Regions from separate parts of the Pan troglodytes genome. Here regions 1 and 2 are each linked to region 3. A link is a contact called in public Hi-C data. All regions are on one chromosome and are shown on one strand. Each heading gives the region's core, a stretch centred on a gene start, on an enhancer-like site or on the middle of the called end of the contact. The rest is flanking DNA. Distances are from core to core; before and after follow the strand shown.

What was found. A called contact is a pair of places that touch in the nucleus more often than the background predicts.
Region 1: a contact with region 3 is called in a Hi-C map of stem cell-derived neural progenitor cells, with 4 times the contacts expected there. The contact joins the promoter of CDX2 here to the enhancer-like site in region 3. A contact is called at or near these places in 4 of 7 Hi-C or Micro-C datasets (blood, induced pluripotent stem cells, a lymphoblastoid cell line and 1 more), 1 of 1 datasets of contacts at active chromatin or transcription factors (stem cell-derived excitatory neurons) and 1 of 1 other capture datasets (stem cell-derived neural stem cells).
Region 2: a Hi-C map of induced pluripotent stem cells shows a contact between it and region 3, with 6 times the contacts expected there. The contact joins the promoter of URAD here to the enhancer-like site in region 3. A contact is called at or near these places in 5 of 7 Hi-C or Micro-C datasets (blood, induced pluripotent stem cells, a lymphoblastoid cell line and 1 more), 1 of 1 datasets of contacts at active chromatin or transcription factors (stem cell-derived excitatory neurons) and 1 of 1 other capture datasets (stem cell-derived neural stem cells).

Annotation. Positions count from the first base shown.
Region 1 is chr14:27,129,431-27,134,038 of NHGRI_mPanTro3-v2.0_pri, forward strand. CDX2 (caudal type homeobox 2) reads right to left here and starts at 1,712. Exons shown (of 3, transcript XM_016925110.4): 1 at 780-1,712. The coding sequence starts at 1,320.
Region 2 is chr14:27,148,439-27,152,861 of NHGRI_mPanTro3-v2.0_pri, forward strand. URAD (ureidoimidazoline (2-oxo-4-hydroxy-4-carboxy-5-) decarboxylase) reads right to left here and starts at 2,060. Exons shown (of 3, transcript XM_003314092.5): 1 at 1,807-2,060. The coding sequence starts at 1,981.
Region 3 is chr14:26,526,651-26,531,343 of NHGRI_mPanTro3-v2.0_pri, forward strand. No RefSeq gene overlaps it. Among named protein-coding and RNA genes, the nearest start is that of GTF3A, 63 kb to the right of the region's middle. Within about 2 kb of position 3,256, at least 11 of the 24 cell types and tissues checked have an H3K27ac peak or open chromatin away from gene starts, as enhancers often do. A contact at or near this core is called in induced pluripotent stem cells, stem cell-derived neural progenitor cells and stem cell-derived neural stem cells, where this site is marked.

The DNA of each region.
Region 1 (4,608 bases), core at 462-2,961, 600 kb after region 3:
TGGAGCGGCGGCTTAATTCCCACCAGGGTTTCCTCCCCGTCTCCCTGCTCTCTCCGCAGACGCCTGCCCCTAGGCTTCTTGCCCCTAGCCTTCCAGCTTTTGCTTGAAATGACTCCTTCACAGGTCAGAGGTTCAGAGACGGGGCGCGCCCCCGTCGCCTTAGCAGCTGGGGCTAGCACCTTCTTCCCAGCGACAGCAGCTCTCCCTGGTCTGTCTGCTCGCTGTACCTTGAATTGGCCCGAATGGCCAAACCCGGTCCCACACACAGCCTAGCCATCCCCCGACCCCCCCCCCTCCCCCCGGTCACTTCTCTTCTTAGATGGCTCAGATGGGGAAAGAGAGAGCGGAGATAAACGGCCTAGACCTAGCCCAAGAAGGTTCGAGCCTCCCTCTCTCCTCGGCGGCCAGGAGCCACGCAAGGAATGCATGCCGCAGCAAGTGCCGGAGGACGCGATTCTGCCCGCGTCCAGCAGTGCTCACGCCGACATTCCCCGGAGCTTCCCGAAGGTGTCCCGGGGTTGCGAATGAGGAGCTCTTGGAAAGAGGACGCCTGAACACGGTGTTGAGACTCAGAATATTCACTCCCAGGCTCAGTAGGTCAGAGAAGCCCCGAGGGGCCAGAGGCCCCCGAATTTGTCCCCGGGCCGTGCCCCTCCTGGCGCCGAGCTCCCAGACAGCCCGGGACGCCCCTGTGCGCACTGGACGCGTGACGCGCAGCAGCCACTGGCTCGACCCGCGCCTTCCCAAGCACCCTCCGGAGGGGCGCAGCCTCTGCTTACCTTGGCTGCCGAGGGACTGCTGCGCCGGCTTCCGCATCCACTCGCACAGGTTCCGCCGCTGGCCGCCGGGAGACAGCTGCTCGGCGGCAGCGGTGGCGGCGGGCCCAGGAGGGCCGGGGTTGAGCGTTTGCAGCAGCCCAGAAGCGCAGGAAGGCGCGGCGGCCGGGTGGTGCGGGTGGTGATGCGGGTGGTGGTGCGGATGGTAGTCTGCGGGGCTGCTGTAGCCCATGGCTGCGGCCGGGGAGCCACCGTTGAGGCCGTGAGCCACGGCGTTGGCGGCGGCCGCGGCGCCTCCGGGCGCGTAGCCATTCCAGTCCTCCCGGAGTGGGGCGCCATACGCTGCCGGCCAGGATGGCCCCGGGGACTGCGCGCTGTCCAAGTTCGCTGCCGCTGCAGCTGCGGCCGCCACGTGGTAACCGCCGTAGTCCGGGTACTGCGGGGGGCTGACGAAGTTCTGCGGCGCCAGGTTGAGGCCGCCAGAGTGGCGCACGGAGCTAGGGTACATGCTCACGTCCTTGTCCAGGAGGTAGCTCACGTACATGGTGGCGAGGGTCCGGGAGCAGACCTCACCATGCTGCCTGGGGACCGACGCTGGAGGCTGCCGGGGAGCACGAAGGGAAAGGGGCGAGGGGACTCGAGAAGCGGCGGGTGGCTGCGCCCCAGCCCGCGGTGCTCCGCTGGCTCCTCGCGGCTCTTCTGCCTCCGAGGCGGTCCCTCCCTCTGGCCTGCCTCCTCCCTCCCTCCCTTTCTTCCTTCTTTCCTCCCACCTCCTTCCCACTAGGCTGCAGAGGCGGGGAAGACCCGCCACAGGCTGGCGTGCGGAGCCCCAGGCCGGCGGCCTTCCGTGATTAACGAGTGTTTACAAGACTCTATTAGTAATGACACAGACACCAATGGTTGGAGACGTCGAGGCGCAGCGCGCACTCTACGCACAACCCCTCGAAACATAATTTGCATTTTAAAAGATAAAGGGGAGGGAGGCTCGTGAGAGGGCAGCGACCTGACACAGCTAAATATTCAAACCTTTATTGTTAAGAGCTTCCTCCTTCCAACCTGGTGCACTTTAACCTCCAATCACAGGTTCAAAGAATGAAATCAAGAGACTTACAAAAGAGAGGGGAAGAGAAAAGGCTATCTTGGTGGGAATCTGAGCTTGGAGACAGGAACAGTGGTTGTTTATGCATTTGCAGGGAAGGGGGCGGTCAAGAAACTCCTTCTGTCCCAAAGAGAAAAGAAAAGAGAACCATTGCTTTGATGAGAACGTTTCTGACCAACCTGGTAGGTGACAAGCAGAGAGCCCTAAGAGATGGGCCATTCCTTCCCGCCCTGTGCTCCTGGCCCAGACGACTGCAGCCCCAAACAACTGTCACCTCCAATCAGTTATTTTCTTGCCCAAGGAAATTACTCGCCCTCCGCACAAGACAAATTATGATCCTAGATTCAGGCTGCATCTCTGACTTCATCTTACATTTGAAATTTGAGTTAAATTCAAGCGATTTATTGTTAAACGTTTACATTCAAGAATCAGAAGTTTTAAACTACAGAAGTAATGGGCATGTGGTAGAAGTTAGGCTAGTGGTTATTGGCGTGCATAACTGGAGGCGAGCTAGGGGATCGTTGGTAAAGCAGTTTCTTAGGCTGCTGGTTACATAGAATGTCAGTTTGTGAAAATTCATTGAGCTACACTTGTATGTTTATTATACTTAAATATAAGGAAAAGAGAATTTCTGCTAATGCTTACCTAGGTATTTATGTGTCTTACATCATACCTATATCTTTAAAACTCTCTGTCCTTTACAAAGGGAAACGTTCTCCGAAGAAATTTATTTCTCATTTCCAGGAGATGATAAGGCAACTCAGGGCCATTATTAACGACTGCTAATGAAAAGCTCTGAGTTGAGAAAGGATCTCTCTTGGTTTGGGAAGCGCTGCGGCCAAGGGGCCTAGGGCTGGAAGTGGCCGTCTTGGGGACCGGAGCCGCGCAGCCCGGGATCGGGAGCTGCCCCGACAGGAGGGCAGAGGCGGCGAGATTCGGCTCCTGCGCGCGCCCAGCTCGGTTTCAGCAACCGCGTGGGGTGGGCCTGCGGCCGCCGTTCACCTCCTATACAAGCCTTTGACAGCGCTGCCAGATTCGGGAATGAGGATCACTGCGGCGAGGCCCGGCGGGCTGGGCAGCCTGACTCGGCGGCTTTGAGCGCTCTCAGAACCCGCGGGCGCTCGCGGCACTCCTGGAGACCTGCACTTGTCTGTTCTCATTGTCAAGCGTTTCGCTCGGATATTTGTCACCATCGCCTTCATCCTGTCATTTCTGGGGTGCTCTCCAGTGTCCTTTATCTCCCTTGAGCCTCACATCCCCCTAGGATCTAGAACAAAACCTGGGAGGTGTTTTTATCCTCCCCATTTTACAGGTGACAACCAGCAAGTTGCCTCTGCAGACACCTGAAAGCGATCAGAACTAGCCTAGGGCTGCGGGATCCCCTGTTTTCTGGTTCCTCCCACCTTTCGTATTTGTAAGGAAGAAGGCTAAAAATGGGGGTGGTAGGGTACTCAGGGGCCAAGGAGCTGCGCACTCAAGAGGTGGGAGACCGAGCTGGTCCTCCTGGGGGACTTCCAGCGCCTGGCCTGGACAGCCGAGTGTCATCGGACTTCCTGAGAAATATAACCGGAAGTAAATTGCAAACCCCGTTACAAAATCCAAATCATTGAGAGAAGGGCAGTAGGGGAGGTCCGCAGACCTGATGGGGCGGGAATGTGGGAGGTTAAGTGGTGGGCACTTCGAACTTTTGATCTAGCAAACATCTTCCTCCTCTTCCTGGAGACACAATTCCCCTTTCCATCCCCCATACCATCCCCGCTCCCAGGCCTGAGCTCTGGAAGCCGAGGCTGAGGCTCCAGCCTATGTCTTCGGAATGCGGGCATTCTTTGGAACAATCGCTTTATTAGGGACAGCCATTCCCTCCGCCCTGCGGTGGCCGCTTCCTGCGTTTTTATGGCCCAGGCTGCCGGCCGCTGGCTAATTGTCCCTGTTTTCCAGCTGTGTCTCTGTGCTGTGCCCTGAAGACGTGGCTCTGGCCTGCTCATCCAATTGCTTTGGGAGTGGCCAGGGCTGCTCTGGCCCCTCAGGTCAAGCCAGGCCCCAGAGCAGGCCAAGCCACAGGGAAGCCTGAGGCTCACTTGGAGTGCTCCAGCCATGGAAAGGAAATCATTGTGAAAACGAATGTTTCTCTCATTGCAAAAAATGGGTCTCCTTAGCAATGGCATGGCACAGCTGTGGTCCCAGGGTCTAGACCTGTTCGGTGAGGGGAAAGGAGCTGGTAAATAATGTCCTCGGACAAGCTTCTCAGAATGTAAGTGTCCCCATACATCCAGGTTGCTCTCAGCCAGGAGAGGGCCCAGCTGGGTCCCTGAAAAGGCAGGGTTGTGGGAGCTGTCAGAGAGGGGTAGAAGGTGGCTGACAGAACTCTAGGAGCCTGGTTGTCTTCGCATTTAGACAGCCCTGGCCCCTAGCAGATTGGTGCCCCATGACTGGCCTCTGGAGATTCGCTCTGCTCAGGGGCAGCCTCTCCAGCTTCTAAGTGCAGGCCTGTGTCCCTGGGAGGAGGCAGAAGCCACCCACATCAGGGCCCCATGCAGGGCTTTCTTAGTCCTAGGCCCCAGGTGCTTGGCGTCTTTCTTAGGAGCCTTTTGGCCTGCACTGAGAAGCCCCCAGGAAGGGACAGGGATGGTCATCCCTAACCCCTGATGCCAGAAGGGCCCTTCTACCCTGTAAGTCCTGCTGCTGGGCCAGAGAAGCCTGTAGCAACTCACTCTGGGAGAGGCAAACTTGTTT
Region 2 (4,423 bases), core at 810-3,309, 620 kb after region 3:
CACCACTCCTTTGGGTATTAAGACAATCAAAGGATTTGCCTCTCTTTTTTTTTTTTCCTGAAAAGAAATTACTTTCCAGTGAGGCTGTCATTTTGCCTCCTCTATTCTATTTTCCTGTCAGACATTGAGAGGGTGGGCTCCGGGGCCTCCTGCTCCTTCCGGCCTGCCCTGCAGCAGTTCAGCTGAGAGGCTGTGGTCCCTTCACTCATCAGGCTGGGACTGGGCTGTCCCTGTGAGTCAAGGGTCAGAAGGCTCCAGTGATGACCCCCAAGCCCAGTGGAGGAGCTGAAGTCCTCAGCTATGGAGAGGCCCCCAGAAGTGGGTGAGTGTCCACATGGCCCCAACATTCCTGTCCATTTGATTTTATGACATCCTCTGCTCTTCCTAGATAAGCCTCAAATGAATTAAAAGGAGCTCCTTATTTTGGAGACGTCTGTATGACGGTCAGAAGCCATCTGGCTGTCAAAGGCCATCCTGATAGGCGGCATCGTCTGTTGGCTCCTTTTTGGTGAAGAGAGCAGGGGCTCTCCTTCCCCACCCAGATGTCCACAGAGGCCTCTCTGCCCCTCGCCACCCCTTCAGTACATTTCAGGTTTCTCCACAGAGCATCCAGGACAGCCCCTGAGGCAGCCTGGTCTCTGTGAAGCTGTGTGTGTCATTCGGAGTCACCCCCTCTTCTCCTCACCCCACACCAAGAAGTGCCTCATTTTCTCTCTCTCTCCACAGAAGAAATCAGTAACTTCTTTCCCTTCCTCCAGAGGGATGCCTTCAGATTCTCCTCCTTCCCCTCCATCCCTCAGGGAGTTGCTGATCTGAATGAATTCACTCTCCTCAGCCATCCAGTCCAAACTGGCCCGTTCTGGTACAAAAGTCAGCCGATTGCCCTTTCCCCTGGGCTCTGGAGATAGTCTGATATCCAGCTGTCCTCTCTGTCACATACAGGACATTCCCAAGCCAGATGGGGTGGCTAAGACAGGGTGGGCCCTCAGCCTGGCCTTTAGCCTCTGAATCACTCTGATGTCTTTTGCTAGGTTCCTCCTTGTGACCTCAAAGCTCTAATATTTAACAGCCACTTTCCTTAGCCACCGCATTCTTCCAGTCCATGTCTGACCTAAACCACACAAGTGCTTGACTCTTATGGACTAGACCTGAGGAAACTTACTGAACCTTCCAAAGGAAAGAACTCAATAAACACATCAAGTATAAGGAATTAGACTAAAATAGATGATAGATAGATAGATAGATAGATGATAGATAGATAGATGATAGATAGATAGATTTTTAAAAACAACTTTTTTTGTTGTTTTTTGTTTTGTTTTTTGAGACACAGTCTTGCTGTGCCACCAGGCTGGAGTGCAGTGGTGAAATTTTGGCTCACTGCAATCTCCGCTTCCCAGGCTCAAGCGATTCTCCTGCCTCAGCCTCCCGAATAGCTGGAACTACAGGCACGCACCACCACGCCTGGCTAATTTTTTGTATTTTAGTAGAGATGGGGTTTCACCATGTTGGCCAGGATGGTCTCGATCTCCTGACCTTGTGATCCACCCACCTCGGCCTCCCAAAGTGCTGGGATTACCGGCGTGAGCCACCAACACGCCCGGCCTAAAAACAATTTTTGTAGCAACAGATCTCATCATGTTGCCTAGACTGGTCTCAAATTCCTGGGCTCAAGTGATCCTCCCATCTCAGCCTCCCAAAGTGCTGGGATTACAGGTGTGAGCCACCATTCCTGGCCAGTATCTAAAAATATTTTGACAAGCATATTTGAAATCCCTTTGCAGAGAATGTCTGATACGGAAGCCTTACCTGACTGTGGAAGGGCATCAATAAAGGCAAAAAAGTGCTTCTCTAAATCTTCCAAATCAGATAATGGCCGCTGGGACCAAACAGCAGCTGCAATCAGAGGACATCTCTCAGTGACATTCCCAAACACATCCACGAATTCTCCAAGGTCCATGGAGTTGACCTTCTCAATGTCCATTCCTTGTATTCCACCGGAGACAGCGGGACGTCCAGCTCCCCTCTCGGCGAGTGAGTGACGCTGTCTCGGCTCACTCGGTTATATCTGCTGAACACAAGAGCTTGCTTTTTACACAACACCACCTTCGCGTGTTTTAAATGCCTTTGGGAGAAGCAGATCCAGAATACTTGTGTAATGAACAAGCACAGGCTTAAGGTTCTAATCCAGGGAGCAGAGATCTCTGCATGGTCAATGTTTCCAACCAAACCATTCCCATAATCAAAGGCAGCAGGGGCCCTATTTCACTCTAAGCATTAGAGCCAGATCTGTTTTTCATGTTGTTAGGCTTTTTTTTTTTTTTTTTGGTGTCTAGCTCTGTCACCCAGGCTGGAGCACAGTGGCGCAATCTCAGCTCACTACAACCTCCACCCCCTGGGTTCCAGCGATTTGCCTATCTCAGCCTCCTGAGTAGCTGGGATTACAGGCATTTGCCACCACACCCAGCTAAGTTTATTTTTTTGGTTTTGTTTGTTTGTTTGTTTGTTTTAGTAGAAACGGGGTTTCACCATGTTGGCCAGGCTGGTCTCGAACTCCTGACCTCAAGTAATCCACCTGCCTCGGCCTCGCAAAGTGCTGGAATTACAGGTAATTATTATATTGTTATTATTTGAGATAGGTTCTGCCTAGGTTGTCCAAGCTGGAGTGCAGTGGCTATTCATAGGCACAATCCCACTACTGATCAGCAGTGGAGTTTTGACCTGTTCTCTTTCCAACCTGGGCCAGTTCACCGCTCCCTGGGCAATCTGGTGGCTCCGGTCTTCCTGGAGGACATCAGATTGATGCCGAACTTGGTGCAGTCACCTGATCGGCAGAGCGCACTACAGCCCAGAACTCCTGGACTCCAGTGATCCACCTGCCTTAGCCTCCCGAGTAGCTGGGACTACAGCCGCGTCTGGCTGTTATTAACACTTTAATGTCATCATCACCGCAGGACATTTTCCCTGATAATTTAGCCAGGTCACGGGTCAACCCACTTGGAACTTGATTTCCTAACTATTGTTATTGCTGCTGTTAAGGATAGGTACTATGTTTTTCTCAGTCTGTGTATGCCAGATGCTTAACACAACAGGTACTTAATAAATGCTCATTAAGCAGGACAAAATGTCTAAGGAATAATTCTGCCCCATTCTCAATAGTCTCTCAAACCCCATTAGGAGTTATTTTCTTCTTGAAAATATCTGTGTCTATGTTGCTTCTTGTATGTATTTACTTGTATGTCGGTTCTCAGCCGGGACATATTCCAGAAGCCTGGAGACCAGTGTGTCTTGCTGCCTCTGTATCCTGGCTGACAAGGGCTGTGCCTACGGTAGGCATGAAAGAAACACTATTGGATGGATTGGTTGGCCAGTTAGCTAACCACATAGATTAGATTTCACGTACTAATGTCTTCCAGGTATACACAAAACAAAATAATGTGCCAGGTAAAGTCAAAGAAAAGAAAGGGTCAGAATTGACAAATAAACACATTACTGCTATCTCCCTTTAGAACTACAAATGCAAACATTTCCCAAAGCCATATCAGTTACACATTTGCTTTCATTTGAATAAAAATTCAATGAACCAGGTAAGGTGGCATGTGCCTGTAGCCCCAGCTACTCAGGAGGCCAAGGCAGGAGAATTGCTTGAGCCCAGAAGGTCCAGGCCAGCCTGGGCAGCATAATGAGACCTTCTCTCAAAAAACAAAAATTCAATGAGAGAACAACCATATTAGGATTCATAAACCAGTCTCATGTGCTCCTATGGTCTGTGAAAGGCAAACAACAACCGTACCCATGTGATCTACCAGCAGCCATTATTTTCGTCCTAAGTCTACAGACTCTTCCCCAGCTGGCACCTCTCCTTGACTACCTGGCCCATCGGGTCAGGACTAACCAACCGAGCCCTCATCTCTTAAAAAGTAGCTGCTAAAACTTGCTTTTCAAAGGGGATAAATCTGGTGCCAGAAGTTCCAGCATGACTGGCCTTCTATTGAAATATAAGGAAGGAAGGGTTAACACTTCTACAGTGTATACCTCTGTGTGCGTATATGTATAGGTATAGGTATAGGTATAGGTATAGGTATAGGTATAGGTATAGGAATAGGTATATGTATAGGTGTAGGTGTAGGTGTAGGTATAGGTATAGGTATATGTATAGGTGTAGGTGTAGGTATAGGTATAGGTATATGTATAGGTATAGGTATATGTATAGGTATAGGTATAGGTATATGTATAGGTATAGGTATATGTATATGTATAGGTATAGGTGTAGGTATATGTATATGTATAGGTATAGGTATATGTATATGTATAGGTATAGGTATAGGTATATGTATAGGTATAGGTATAGGTATAGGTATAGGTATATGTATATGTATATGTATAGGTATAGGTGTAGGTATATGTATAGGTATATGTATATGTA
Region 3 (4,693 bases), core at 2,006-4,505:
CTGTAGCCCACACTATCACTGTCTTCTTATAAACAAAAATTTGTCCATAATTTAAAAACTGAATGGAATATCTAACTTATTTTCTAGGTCTGGAATGGTGGCTCATGCCTGTAATCCCAGCACTTTCAGAAGCCGAGGTAGGAGGATTGCTTGAGCCCAGGAGTTGGAGACCAGCCTGGGCAACGTTGCAGAACTCCCATCCCCACAAAACAATTCTTAAAAATCTGCTGGGCATGGTGGTGCACACCTGTGGTCCTGGCTTCTCTGGAGGCTGGAGGATCGCTTGAGCCCAGGAGATTGAGGCTGCAGTGAGCTGTGATCATGCCACTGCACTCCAGCCCGGGAGTGAGTGGCAGCCTGGCAGAGTGAGACTCTGTCTCTGAAAATAATAATGATAAAAATTGGCCGGCCACGGTGGCTCATGCCTGTAATCCCAGCACTTTGGAAGGCTGAGGCAGGTGGATCACTTGAGGCCAGGAGTTGGATACCAGCCTGGCCAACATGGTGAAACCCTCTCTCTACTAAAAATACAAAAATTAGCCAGGCGTGGTGGCACACACATGTAATCCCAGCTACTCGGGAGGTTGGGGCAGGAGAATCGCTGAAGCAAACCTAGGAGGCGGAGGTTGCAGTGAGCCAAGATCTCACCACTGCACTCCAGCCTAGGCAACACAGACCCCGTCTCAAAATAAATAAATAAATAAATAAAAATAATCATAATAATTTACTTTCTCTATCATAAAACACTGGAAACATAATGTTCATTCTTGTCCTAATGAGATTTTCATCTTGGGAAAACATTCTTTTCTGCAGGGGAAGATACTGTTTTGAAATTGCATTTCAGTTACTTACTTACACATCTGGTACTCCCTCCTATTGTATGGAAGTGCCAGTTTCTCTCCTATAAAAAATACCTCATGTTCTAGAATGATACTTGCACAGGTAAGATGCTCAACTCATGTCTTTCCTCCTCTTCCTGCAGACACACAGCAGGGTGTCCCATTCAAACGTAACCTTGTTCTTGCCTCAGGGGTCCTCCTTGGAATGCTCACTCTGCACCCAAGCTGGCTTTTCAGAGTCATTCAGAGCCACTCTAAGGGATCCCTTTTCACTGGGCCCTCTCAACTATAAAATCATCACCAGACATTTCATCTCCCTTGTAACAGCTACACTCATCAGTGTAGCTGATTTCTCGTCTCCTTATTTCTCATCTGCCTCTCCCAGCTACCATGCATGCATCATTAACATTCCATGTTTGTTCTCTGCTTTCTTGGCAACAAATAGTGCCTGCACCTCGGAGGCACTCAGTACTTATTTGTTGAATGAATCAACTAATTCCATCTTTAAGAACTGGGTTCCGGCCAGGCGCAGTGGCTCACTCCTGTAACCCCAGCACTTTGGGAAGCTGAGGCGGGTGGATCACCGGAGGTCAGGAGTTCGAGACCAGACTGGGCAAGAGAGTGAAACCCCATCTGTACTAAAAATACGAAAATTATCTGGACTTGGTGACGGGCACCTGTAGTCCCAGCTACTTGGGAGACTGAGGCAGGAGAATCGCTTGAACCCAGGAGACGGAAGTTGCAGTGAGCCGAAATCATGCCACTGCACTCCAGCCTGGGTGACTGAGACCGTGTCAAAAAAAAAAAAAAAAAAAAAAAAAAGAAGAAGAACTGGGTTCCTCTGCCAGCACAGCTGCCCATCCCATCGTGTGCTGGACCAGGGACCAGGGAATGAGAGGAATGACAAAGATGCCTGTGTCCCCCTTTAAGCCGTTATTTTGCAGGAAGCAGTGAGATGATGGTTGAACATATAGATTGGCATGTTTTCGAGGTGCTCACTGACTTTATTATTTGGCTCACTGAGCAGCTGTCCAATGAGGCTGGGTTTAGATTGTTTTGGGAAGAGATTCATATCCTTCTCCAATTACCTTTTCCAAGTTAGTCAGCCATTGCTGGTCGGTTCCCTCCACTATGAAGTTGTGTGTGTTTGTGTGCTCGCACCCTGCCCCCATAACCCAGGTGCGGGCTGAGGAGAGGAAGCATGTTTTATTTATTATTTTTATTTATTTGTTTCTGAAATTCAGTTTTTTTTTTTTTTTTTTTGAGACGGAGTCTCGCTCTATCACCCAGGCTGGAGTGCAGTGGTGCGAACTCGGCTCACTGCAACCTCCGCCTCTGGGTTCAAGTGATTCTCCTGCCTGGGCCTCTGGGACTACAGGCACCCGCCACCACGCCCAACTAATTTTTGTATTTCTAGTAGAGACAGGGTTTCACTGTGTTGGCCAGGCTGGTCTTGAACTCCCGACCTCAAGTGATCCGCCCTCCTCGGCCTCTCAAAGTGCTGGGATTACAGGTGTGAGCCATCTCACCCGGCCTCTTCTGTGTGTGTGTGTGTGTGTGTGTGTGTGTGTGTGTGTGTGTATCTGTGTGTGTAGAGAAGGGGTCTTGCTATGTTACCCAGGCTGGAGTGCAGTGGCCCGATCATAGCTTCCTGCAACCTCGATCTCCTGGGCTCAAGCGACCCTAGAGGAAGGGCGTTTCGGTATGGGCACTTCTTAGGAAATCTTCGCTGCTTTGGAGACTAAAAGAGCCCAAAGGCAGGTAGGTGAGCCGCGGATACAAGCCTCCCTGTCTCCCTGTTGTTGCATACGGGTCTCACAGGAAACTAAGTGAGGAGTAGGGAGGGCAGTGGGTTAGGAACAGCGATGGCCAGCAGATGGCGCCAGGCCCCAAGGCATGACCCGCTGGCCGCAGGCGCGCCTGGGAGTGGCCGCGAAGCTAGTCCCCAAACAAAGCTGGAGCCAATGCGCTCTCTGGGGTCCTTCACATCCTGCTACTCAACGACCTGAAGGTAATCAGCTACTTCCTGGCTCTGGGGCTTCACCTTTTAGTGAGCCTGGTTAGCCGGTTTTGTTTTCTTTTGGGGGACGTGCGTGTGGTTTGTGACCCCTTTTTCCGTTGGCGCTCAGAGTCCAGAGCTCCCCGGGGTCCGCCCTGACCCGTGGCTCCGCCTCGCCTCGCTCCCGCGCCCAGAGCGGCGCTCACAGGTCGGTCGCTGCCTGCACAGAGGTCTGTCCTGGACCTCTTAGGTTGGACTGTCCCCTCCCTCCCTGTCGCCGCTGCTGTTTGGGGACTTGGACGCCCAACAGAGGCGGGGGGCCTTTCCTCCGGCCGCATGTGACATCTTCCTTGAAGAATCGCTGCCTCACCTAGATGTCCTTTGGGTGGCGCAGTTCGTTGGCCTTGTAGGAAGGCTGGTTGCCAAGAGCAGGGCTTTTGCTCAGGGCCCCGGTGGCTGACGATTGTGTCCTGCGTGAGATAATCTAAAGTGTGCACAAGTCACTCACTGATCAGACGTCCCAGGGAGACTGAGGGGTGGGTGCAGCTTGATGGAACCTCTTCTCCAGGCCAGCAGAGGGAGGGAAGGCAGGCCTGCCCCACCAAGCCTGTCCCCAAGAACCCCGTCTTAAGCCAGCTCATAAATCTCCCATCACTCCTTCCGTGTGTCCTGGCTTCCCTCCTCAGCTCGGAGCAGTGGACATTTCCACCTGCAAGGTGAACTATGCCCTCCTGTGCCAACTGATAGGGATCAGGGGAAGGTGGACAGAGGGGCTGCACCTCTGTCCTTACCCCCCGCCTTCCCCTGCCAACCCCAGGTCAGATCTCCATTCCCACAATAAACTGTACCTAGCAGGGTGCAGGTGTGGTTTAAGGACATTCTCCTGGCCAGAGCCAGTGGCCTGCAGTGTGGTCTTCCCTAGATGTCCTCGCTGCAGGCATGAGGCCATGCCAGGTGGCCAGGCTAGGTTCCCAGGGGTGGTCCTGCCAGGCCCTGCTGTTTGTGATGTGTGGGGAGCAGGCCTGGAGGAACTAGACGGATGCAGGGACAAACATTTCCCAAAGGCCTGATGACATTTACTGGATTCGGCTGCCTTCATAAGCCTGCGTTTCTAGCTTTCAGTATTTCTGGGGTTAACTTTAAAACAAAATCAAACCAAAAAAGGTTTTTATTATGTACTGTGATTGTCCACAACTCTTAAACACAGGCCAATGACAGTTTAATGCACTCCCACATCTGCTCAGGATCATAGAATTCTCTACATTTAAGAGTCGGGGGGCCGGGCATGGTGCCTCACGCCTGTAATCTCAGCACTTTGGGAGGCCGAGGCGAGTGGATCACCTGCGTTCAGGAGTTGGAGACTAGCCTGGCCAACATGGTGAAACCCTATCTCTACTAAAAATACAAAAATTAGCTGGGTATGGTGGCATGCGCCTGTAATCCCAGCTACTCTGGAGGCTGAGGCAGGAGAATCGCTTGAACCCAGGAGGCAGAGGTTGCAGTGAGCCGAGATTGCGTCATTGCACTCCAGCCCGGGTGACAAGAGTGAAACTCAGTCTCAAAAAAAAAAAAAAAAAAAGAAGAGTGGGGCAGTGGGGCAGTGGGGCAGAATTCCTAGGCCTCCTGGTAGAGCAGGGTGGCTTTGAGCCTGTAGGAAAGTTCGCTTTTCTGACTCAGTCTGCTTTAAAGTGGCCTCTGAGGGACAGAGACCCTGATAGGATCTGGTTGTCTTGCAGAAAGGGGCAGTGAAGTCACTGACTTATTTTGTGGATAAATGCTGTTGCTGGATGTCCTAGCAGATATATTCCTCATTCTCCACTCAGCTTTCTCCAGCTCTCTCCTCCTGCCCATGTTA